Regions from separate parts of the Sus scrofa genome. Here region 2 is linked to region 1. A link is a contact called in public HiChIP or PLAC-seq data. All regions are on one chromosome and are shown on one strand. The core of a region is the stretch at or near the end of the contact, and the rest is flanking DNA. Distances in the headings are between cores, read along the strand shown.

Region 1 (4,718 bases), core at 1,100-3,599:
AATAGAACACACTTGACAAGCACTTTTGGAAACTTGTAAATCCCTTGTTAATTGAAAAAAAAATTAATGCTGTACTTCAGAAGGTATCAAGGAACTTTAAAATTATCTGGTTTTAAAATCCTGTACCTTTGTGAGGGATCAATATTATTTTGAAGAATATGTGACTTCTGAAAGCTCAGAGTCAGTGGTGGAGCTCAAAATAGAACCAATGAATCTTGACTCTCAATTTGTGTCTCTAGCTAACCACATTAACTGGACAATTTTCTTTCATCTTTGTGTTATTAATAACATAATATCCTGTGACACAACAGACTAATAGCCTCTTTGGAGAATTACCTTAGAGTTATGTGGTACACGTTTTTAAAGAACACGTTATGTACAGATATATACAACTTATGGATAGTCACATAATTAAAGAAATGCTGGCTATTTAGATCACAATTTTCACTTCCAATAGTCTTAGCCTTATAACTATATATATGGGTCACTTGGAACAATGAAACATCTTAAATTTATAGAGTACCTTTTTTTCAGGAAACCGCTTTTCTCCTATTCTGGTAACTCATGAAAAGGGAGATCGTTAGAACTTTCACATCCTATCTTTATTTCAGATTTGGAATAAGGTAGGTCTGGACTAAATAAACTACTGCTTCTGGACCCAAAGGAAATTAGTATTAGGTAGTATTTTGGGCCCAAGGTCTTCAAGTTCTAATCAAGACAAATGGGTTTTCCAACTTCTATGGCTTTTGGGTAATGTTATCACTGTTAGCTACTTAAGTATCATGATTACTTTTCTATATTTCTCACATTTCAAACTCTTCAATCCTTTAGTGGCAATCATAGTGTGCTGTCAGGGTTTTCATTTTATTTCTCTAATTGTAATTTGTTTTATACCTTAAATAAAGATTTTCTTCAAAGATTTCCCCTTGAACTTCCTTCTTTCTTTCTGTCATAACCTTCCATGGCTTAAATTACTGATTATATGAAGCATATTCGAACATATATAACAACAGCTTAACTTCACTCCTGAGATTGTTTGCCTTCTAATGATTTCCTCTTGCATTTTCATTAGCAGCTTAAATTCAACATGTTCTAAGCTTTCCTTAACTTTTTTATTCTTGAGGCTATCAGCCTCATATACTCTGTTATCCCATATAAAAATCCTGTTTCTTTTCAATATTTATTATAGTTATATCTTTATAGGTCTTTCATCCCAGCTAAGTTGCAGGCTCCTTGTGTTATATGAGTAACAACAGGGTGTTGTTCATCTTTGCTGTCCTGGTGGATAGCATAGTATATAGCATCTGGTAGATGCTCAATAAATTTTTGGTGAAAGAATGAGTGAAGAAATGTAAGTTTTAAGGATATACAAGATGGAGAGAAATCCATTTCCTGCAGGAAAAATAATTTAAGCTTTGTTTTTAAAAATGTCATCAGAGAGTAAATTATTAAAATCCAGTTTGTTAATATACTGAAACACTATTGCAATGTGTATTATTATTATTTAGTTTGGGGGTATAATTTTAATAAAATTTCATTTTTTGATGGAGCACCTTCAGAAAGAGGTGTTAGTCTCTTAAAATGGGACTTATAAACTTTATGTTCTTTTATGTTTGTTACCAAAATGTTAGGTATTTATAATTATGAAGGAAATACAATTAAGACAAAAGCATTTCCAATCAAATAGGATTTGATTATCCATTAATGCTAAATGGGAGGTTCATGACCTGAGTCTAATGGGCCCTTTACAAGTTGTAGTGGACAATTAAACGACTCAGCAGTGAAACTGACATTGAGGAGCCGATTTTGCCTGCCAGCCGCTCTCAGGGTTTGGATTTCACTGGATCATGTTCCGAAAGGTCAACACTGGCCAGATGACCGGTCTAGAAACTGCAGATGGCAGTGTGGTCACCTGACCACTCTGGGGCTCCCCAACCTGCTGCACAGGCTCAAGTTCACTGAAAGGTCATGATAGGCTCTGTGCCATTACTCTGGAATACTATAATTCCTGAGTACTCTCTCTTCTACATTATGTGGAATAAAATAGATACTTTGGTCTCCCAGCCAGAGGATAATATAATGACACTGTGATGACATTCAAAAGATAGCAGCTTAGCTATAGAGATCAGCTCAGGGTAAGACAGGCTTCTTCACAGGAATGTTCATATTCTGTAAATGAAACAGCATTTACATACTCACCAGAAACTTGGGAGACATTCAAGACACCAGAGTTCAATATGACTACACCAATTATAAGCTATATGTCCTTGTGCCCATCATGTCATCTCCTTGAATCTGTTTTATTCCCAGCTATAAACTGGAGAAAACAATATTGTACCTATCCTGCCCTGCCAACTTCAGAGAGTTGAGAAACACAGCACGTAAGTCATTGGCAAACTGTCTGGTGATATCCAAACATACTATCCATTTTCTTCCTGCTTGAATGAGAGTCTTTATGTGACTTTCCAGAGAAAAAAAGTGAAAAAGTTTTTTTCTTATTTTTAAATCATGTGAGTTAAACTTAGTCAGTTTTTTAAAAAAGCATTTATTGCCCCTGAATGTTTTTAAAGAGACCCCAAAGGTGGACACAATATAAAAACATCTCTGGTCAATGATTCTCTTGCTCAGATTTTGCTCAGTCTAGCAGGAAAAGAGACTAACTTTAATTTTGAGGTTTTTTTTTCTTTTTCAAAGTCAGAATTAAGGAATACATGTTTGAACATGACCTGGAACTATTGTATTATTTATGCCCAAGTAGCATTTAAAAAAATCTTACGCAATACAATCACATGATCTTTCTCCATTGCTGTTATTCTTTTTTTTTTTTTTTTTGTCTTTTTGTTGTTGTTGTTGCTATTTCTTGGGCCGCTCCCGCGGCATATGGAGGTTCCCAGGCTAGGGGTTGAATCGGAGCTGTAGCCACCGGCCTACGCCAGAGCCACAGCAACGTGGGATCCGAGCCGCGTCTGCAACCTACACCACAGCTCACGGCAACGCGGGATCGTTAACCCACTGAGCAAGGGCAGGGACCGAACCCGCAACCTCATGGTTCCTAGTCGGATTCGTTAACCACTGCGCCACGATGGGAACTCCCATTGCTGTTATTCTTGACAAGACAGGTTGGTTTGACTGCAGCTCTTACTGCCTCAATAGCATGGTTCATTTGCCCAGAGGCCCAGCCTCTTAGACATTACTCACTCAAGGTAAATGGAGCAAGATTATGTCTGTAATATGAAGTACTCATCTACACACGAGAGAGAGAAAGCTGAGCTCGCAATGGTGCTGAAATCTTAAACAATGATCTTATTTTTTCTGAAAAGCCTCTTAAGAATAATCAGAAATAGATAGCAGATCAGGAAACTACCCCTATAACCCAGAGAAAAGCCCTTAAGAGTGATTCTGTACTTTGAGCACAAATGTCATTAGGAAACAAATAGCTACTCTTGGAGGTAAGATTTTAACTTCTTCGTTTTAAATTGTAATGTCCTAAAGAAGGGCTTAAAATATTTGAATTTAGAACAAATGTGAAAAAAATTTAATGTGTTGGATTGAGAAAATTTTCACCAGATGAAAATCAAATTTGCACTAGTGCTTTCTAATTTTGCCCAGTTTTATTTTTCTGTGCTGCATCAGCTAAGAGAACAGAGGCATCTGTCTGCAGCTAACATTCTCTGAAAGTTCTCAGGAAAAATAACCAAGAACACAATGAAAAAAGGGCAGATGTACAGTCCTCAAGCCTCCTGTTGGCTTGGCTTGGCTTGGCTTCAGGTCCTGGGAAATTGAGAGAATGCTGATTTGCATGGTTGATGCAGATCAAAGGGAAGGCAGAGTGCTCTTGCTTGTGTCTGAGTAAACACTGCTGGTTCCTTGGAGCTGAAGCAAGCAGACAATAAATAGATCAATTGTCTTCTAGAAACTATAAAACTAGAATTTCTACCTTGTTTTTGTGAAAACTTAATAACACAGTGAGTTTTGTAGCCTGCAGGAAAGGAATACAGTCCTTAAGATGGAAACAGACAGTTGTTGCTATTTAAGTGTCCCCTTTCAGCGTGGGTAGTGAGCATTTGGTGTAGCTTATGTTCTTTGTGTTGCACCTGCTCTCCTGTTGGTTTATAAAAACTATGCCTGCACATATGTGGCTAAACTTTTCTCTCTTGAGTGTCTCCTGTCTCTGCTGGAGGATTTGGCTCCAGAAACTTGGATTTCTCTTTGTTCACCTGTTCACCATCCCCAATATGGTACCCACATTCATGCCTCCACTCACCTACTGTCTTCATAATATCCAGTACCTCAGTTACCACCAACTTTTGCTGCCCTGGATTTATTTCCCAGAGGGAACTATTGGAACATCTGTGGGGACAAACTGTACTCTTTGACTCTTCTTTTATACTTTGCACTCAAAGGTACTTTGTTCAGAAAAACATGCTCTGTATGCCTAAAAATGCTCCTCTGGAGGCTGCTCTAGAAACAATTGAACTGTATGCAAATCTAACATCCCTCTCCATTTCTGAAGCTGATTCCCCCACCCCTTTTTCAGCCTAGGTATCTATAAAGACCCACACAACCCAAACCTGGCTTGCAGGGTCAAGCTGTCCCTTAACAGTGGAAAAAGCTGATGAAAATCCTTCACACAGAGGTGTTAAGGCTTAATGATGAACACTCCCTTGAGTATCTTCATTTTGAAAGAGATTGCCTGGAGAGGTTATTGATTTACACAG
Region 2 (4,678 bases), core at 1,296-3,795, 160 kb before region 1:
ATACTTCAAGGGTTCCCTGGAGAGCTGTGAATCCTGTTTGGAGAGATTCATGAATATGTGCATTAGCACAATCCAACTGGAACTTGCCCTTAAAAAAACGAACCACAAGAGAAGCTGATCAGTTTCCGCTTATGTATATAATCAGAAGGTTATCATATTATCTCCCTCTCCACGGGAAAAGCGGATGCATATTTTTCTACCACCTTAAGAGGAGAAATGCCAAAGGGAACAGCAATTTTTTACCCCCTCTGTGTGATGTTCATTACAAGAAACCCACACAGAGACCTTTTAAAACAGGTCTCCAGTAAAAAGAGCAGAAAATTAATATAGGCTTGATTTTTCAAAATGAGTTTTGTTTTTTGCATAAGTTGAATCATCACACAAACCTTCAAAACACACATTTCTGCCCTAATTTGCTGAAGGTCAATAAAACTGCATTGAGTTTAGAGATTGCATATATGAGACAGATATTTCAGAGTCAAAGCTCACAAAAAGTATGTGAAATTCTGTGCCTTAAAGATGACTAAGGGACACATGGCAAATCTTGAAGTAGTAGTTTATTTAAATTACAAAGAATTCCATGAAAAATGTTTCCAACCAGCAGTTGGTGCCCAAGTTTCAATAAAAATGGCAGACTACCACTAAGCTAGTAAGTGATATAGAGCATCCAGGTATATTTGCAGTTATCTATTAACTCCAAACAAAATGGAGAGTATAAACAGAAGGAAACCCCCCAAACCTTAATCATCACATGGCAACAATAGAGAAAAATTGTTGTTACCTAAAAACTGAAAGTTAAATTATCATCAATGCTGTGCCAAGCAGAGAAAGCATTAGCGAATGTGAATAAGCACTGCAGAAAATGTGAGGTTTTTCCTCCAGATTTGTGGAAAAAACCCTGCTGAATTACTTAGGAAAGAGCTTACATTGTTTTTTATGCCTTGTTATTCTTATTGTAACTTCTGAGTTCAAGCATGTTACTGTTCCCAGCATGTTATGCAAACACAGAGGAGCAAAATGATTGTTTCAAAAAAGATGAGTACAATTATTTTAATGTTAAAAACTACTTAATTCCCGTCTGGCAATTTCTTTTTTAACTTGTCAGTTAGTCACTACTTAGGCATTTGGTAATGTATTGCCAGTAACTGTTTCAATTTATTATTTCTAGTCCCCACATTCATGGATAAAACAATGTTTAAACTTGCTTATGTTCTCAGACCTCTAGATTCAAATGCTTCCTGGACACTTTAAGCTCTCCCAATGTGATCTGAGTCTGCACCATTCTCAGGATGTCGGGTGGGGCCCAGGGAACACTGTTAATTTGAGAGGGTACAAGGATGTAGTCATGCATTCAAATTATTTCTAACTTCCCACCAGAAATCAAATTCGTGTTTTGGAAAATTAGTACTTAGCCAAGTTCTGGGGAAGAAAGCATTTTATTTAATAATAGTTCAAATAATGCAGTAAAAATGCCTCTCTGTGCATTTGAACTGGCCCTGGTGGCCTGATTCAGTATTTTGCACATTTTCTTGACTTTTCAAGCTTCATACACACAAAAAGAAATTGTACAAAACATTTAGCACTATTTTTTTTTCCATAGCTGGTAATGGGGCTTTCACAACACAAAGGCAAGGAAAAATTATTTGGAAAGGTGAACAGGATTTTAGAAAAACTAAAAAACTCTCCTCATACATTTTAGACTCAGCTTTCTGTCCCTTTCCTATGTGTTTTAAATCGAGTCACTTGATTCCCTGAAAGAATTATGCTTATGAACTTTAAATGCTGAATGTAATCATCCATAATTGACCCACAAAAACAAATTTCATAGAGAAGAATGATGTTAAAGACTGCTATTTACTGACAGTTTTTTTTTTTTTGTGCCTCTGCTTACCAAATAGGTAAATAATCTACCACTCTATTGCCCAAACTATTTCAGAATTCACATATGCACCAAAGAAAATGTGGCTTTGAGCTCCTCTTGCAAATAGCTCCTATCCTAAGATCTTAGAAGTTTTATCTTGTGCAAAAAGGCAGTTTTCACCAGTAACACAGCCATCTGTTTAGTAAAAACAAGGCTAGCTAGTGAATTGCAACTTGTGTGTGAATGTGTGTGTGTGTGTGGTGTGTAGTGGAGGTGGTGGTGAGAGAAGGTCAAAGGGTAAATTCCAATTGCTGTGACATATTTTTATGAGCTGAATCATACCCAGCTTTTAGCCTTGAAAGGGGAAGAAGATCTTAGAAAGGGAAGTAACATGAATGGTCAGGTCAAGAAAATCCTCAAGAAGAGCTCTTCCAAATTAGTGTTAATTGCTCCCCAACCTGCCATATTCATCCATTTGAATTTTATTTTATTGTCCTAGGACTTGAAAAGATCCATTTTCTCTTACAGGAATACCAGTAAAATTTGGATTGTCAAAGACAAAGTTCTCTTGGAGGATTTACTTCCCTTTTTATACCTTTGGTATTTTTCTCCTTGTTGGAGGGGCGAGGGGTGAAGCATCCTCAAAAGTCAGGAAGGAGGAGGAGACTACGTTCACAGTTAGTTCCCAGCCCAAGGCTGACAAAGCACTGCTGCAGCAGGAGGGAAAATGCTAACCAGAGCGAGGGAGAAAAGACAGAAGGGGCCCCAGAATCCCAGCTTGCTTAGAAGCCTTAACAACTTCACCCTACCCTTCCTCTCTGGGCTCCCTTCTCTCTGACAAATGTGGAGGCTATTTTCTGCTTTTTCCAAGAGGTACTGCCAGGATTAAAAACAAAACAAACAAACAAACAGAAAAGAAAAGAAAAGAAAAGCTGATTCTAAAATCAAGAAAGAAGAAGCAGAAGGGTCAGGGGCAACAGTCAAGGCAGAAGCAGCGGCGGTGGCCAGTTCAGCGCCGGCATCACCGCTCCCGCGGCGCTGTCGCGGGCAGCGGCCGCCGCGGTGACAGCCCCAGTGGCAACAGCTGAGGGGAGGCCAGGCTTCTCCCGGTGCCAACGCACTGGGGTCGGAGTGGGGAGTCCCTATCGCTCCCATCTTCTGAGCAAGCACATTCTTCTCATTCCTTCACTCTCGCCTTCTCAGTGTCAGCTGACCGACTGCTCCCTCCCTTGCCTTGGGGATTGGCAAAGCCGCCTTTCTTTTCCTGCGATGCAGGAGAATGACACCCGGATTTGTTCTAGTAGGTGTCCCTGCCGCCTCAGGCGTGAGTTCCCAGAGCCAGTTAGACCTGGGCCTCCCTGGGCATCTGTCTCCCGGTTGGTTCATCGAATCCCAAGGCATTTTGTGGGTGAGATTGCCAGTGACTAAACAAGACCTTAAATTTCAAAGTTGATGGGTATAAATCTAGGCATCAGTTGAGAGGGTGACCAGCTCCAAGGCACTGAAAGAAGATGAACAAATGAGGCAATTTCAGTATTATCAGAGACAACATTATGACCCTTTTTGTTGTAAAAGGAACACAAATGTAGCTACAGATTGAATGAAGTTATAGGCCATTAAAGGGCAAGAGAGAAGAGGGAAGGGATAATAGGCACTGTCCATTTGAGCCTGTTATACTTACTGTTTCAAATCTATTCAGACAGTGTTAGTGGCAAATACATAGTTTACCGGCAATAATAAATGAGGGAAGGAGTAGAGATAAATCTTAGGGAGCGCGGCAGTGCATTTAGAGTAGTGACAATTGCTATTTATTTGCTTTTCTCTTATGAAAACTATACAGGGCAAGGTTATATGTGCGATGCACATCTTTATAATATTTTTTCCCCATATTTTTGGAAGTCAGGGTGAAAGAAAGCATTCAACTTTATTTTCTTTAATTAGATATACGAAAAAAATCAATAAGCCTTTTTTTAGTATGGATTTCTCTCCTCTAGTCAATGTTCAAGCAAAACTAATTGTACATTTTTTTACATTTATAGCCAACCTGTTTGCCTATCCCATATGACTGTTAAATTCTACCCTAAAAGTTTACAATATTTCATGTATATGAACTTTAACTCTGCCATACAGCTGTGTATTTCTTCATACATTTGGCCTTTAACAATCGAAGGGTTTAGACACGTTGTTCACTTGCTGGAGAAATAAATAGAGTTATTTTGTTTTTAAGTATAAGCTCCTGAAGGGCAAAACTGGGGATTTCTTCATAGTCTGGAGGCTACCAAACTCACAATTAGCTTTAAGTAAGTGCATTTTTGGTTGGGAAGAACAAGTAAGTCAAACTTCAAAATTTAAACTTGTGTATATAAGATAATTGGTTTTAATTAAATGGGGAAATTAAAAAAAATTTAAGAGGGATAGAACGAACGAACATAGTGCCTTAAATTAGGAGAGGTAATTATTTGATCTGATGAAAAAAGTGTATAGAAATTTTGAAATGCATTACATTTTATTTTATTTTTTTTTGAAATGGAGTGGAATAATTACAAGTAAGATTACATTTGTTGCATAAATGAATGTGATCAAGATATTCATTTGTATTAGAAAAACAATTAGACTACATGTAGATAAATTGTTTTATATATTTCAGTAACATAATGTAGCATTTTGCAAAATTTCGAAAAGAATTTTCTTAAAGATAATTAAGAGAATTAACCCTATCGACTCATTTAAATACTTTTTTCAATGTGAAATCGAAGGATTTATTATAAATGATATGTGAGAGTAAGTGGAAACTTACACTGCATTTAGAGTATTCTT

Evidence for each region. HiChIP or PLAC-seq counts read pairs in DNA pulled down with a chosen protein or histone mark.
Region 2: an H3K27ac HiChIP or PLAC-seq map of skeletal muscle shows a contact between it and region 1. The contact joins two enhancer-like sites. A contact is called at or near these places in 2 of 47 Hi-C or Micro-C datasets (both in embryonic fibroblasts) and 1 of 2 datasets of contacts at active chromatin or transcription factors (skeletal muscle).

What each region holds. Positions count from the first base shown.
Region 1 is chr15:69,843,107-69,847,824 of Sscrofa11.1, reverse strand. No RefSeq gene overlaps it. Among named protein-coding and RNA genes, the nearest start is that of KCNH7, 290 kb to the right of the region's middle. Within about 2 kb of position 2,349, at least 1 of the 83 cell types and tissues checked has an H3K27ac peak or open chromatin away from gene starts, as enhancers often do. A contact at or near this core is called in skeletal muscle, where this site is marked.
Region 2 is chr15:70,005,543-70,010,220 of Sscrofa11.1, reverse strand. No RefSeq gene overlaps it. Among named protein-coding and RNA genes, the nearest start is that of FIGN, 390 kb to the left of the region's middle. Within about 2 kb of position 2,545, at least 39 of the 83 cell types and tissues checked have an H3K27ac peak or open chromatin away from gene starts, as enhancers often do. A contact at or near this core is called in skeletal muscle, where this site is marked.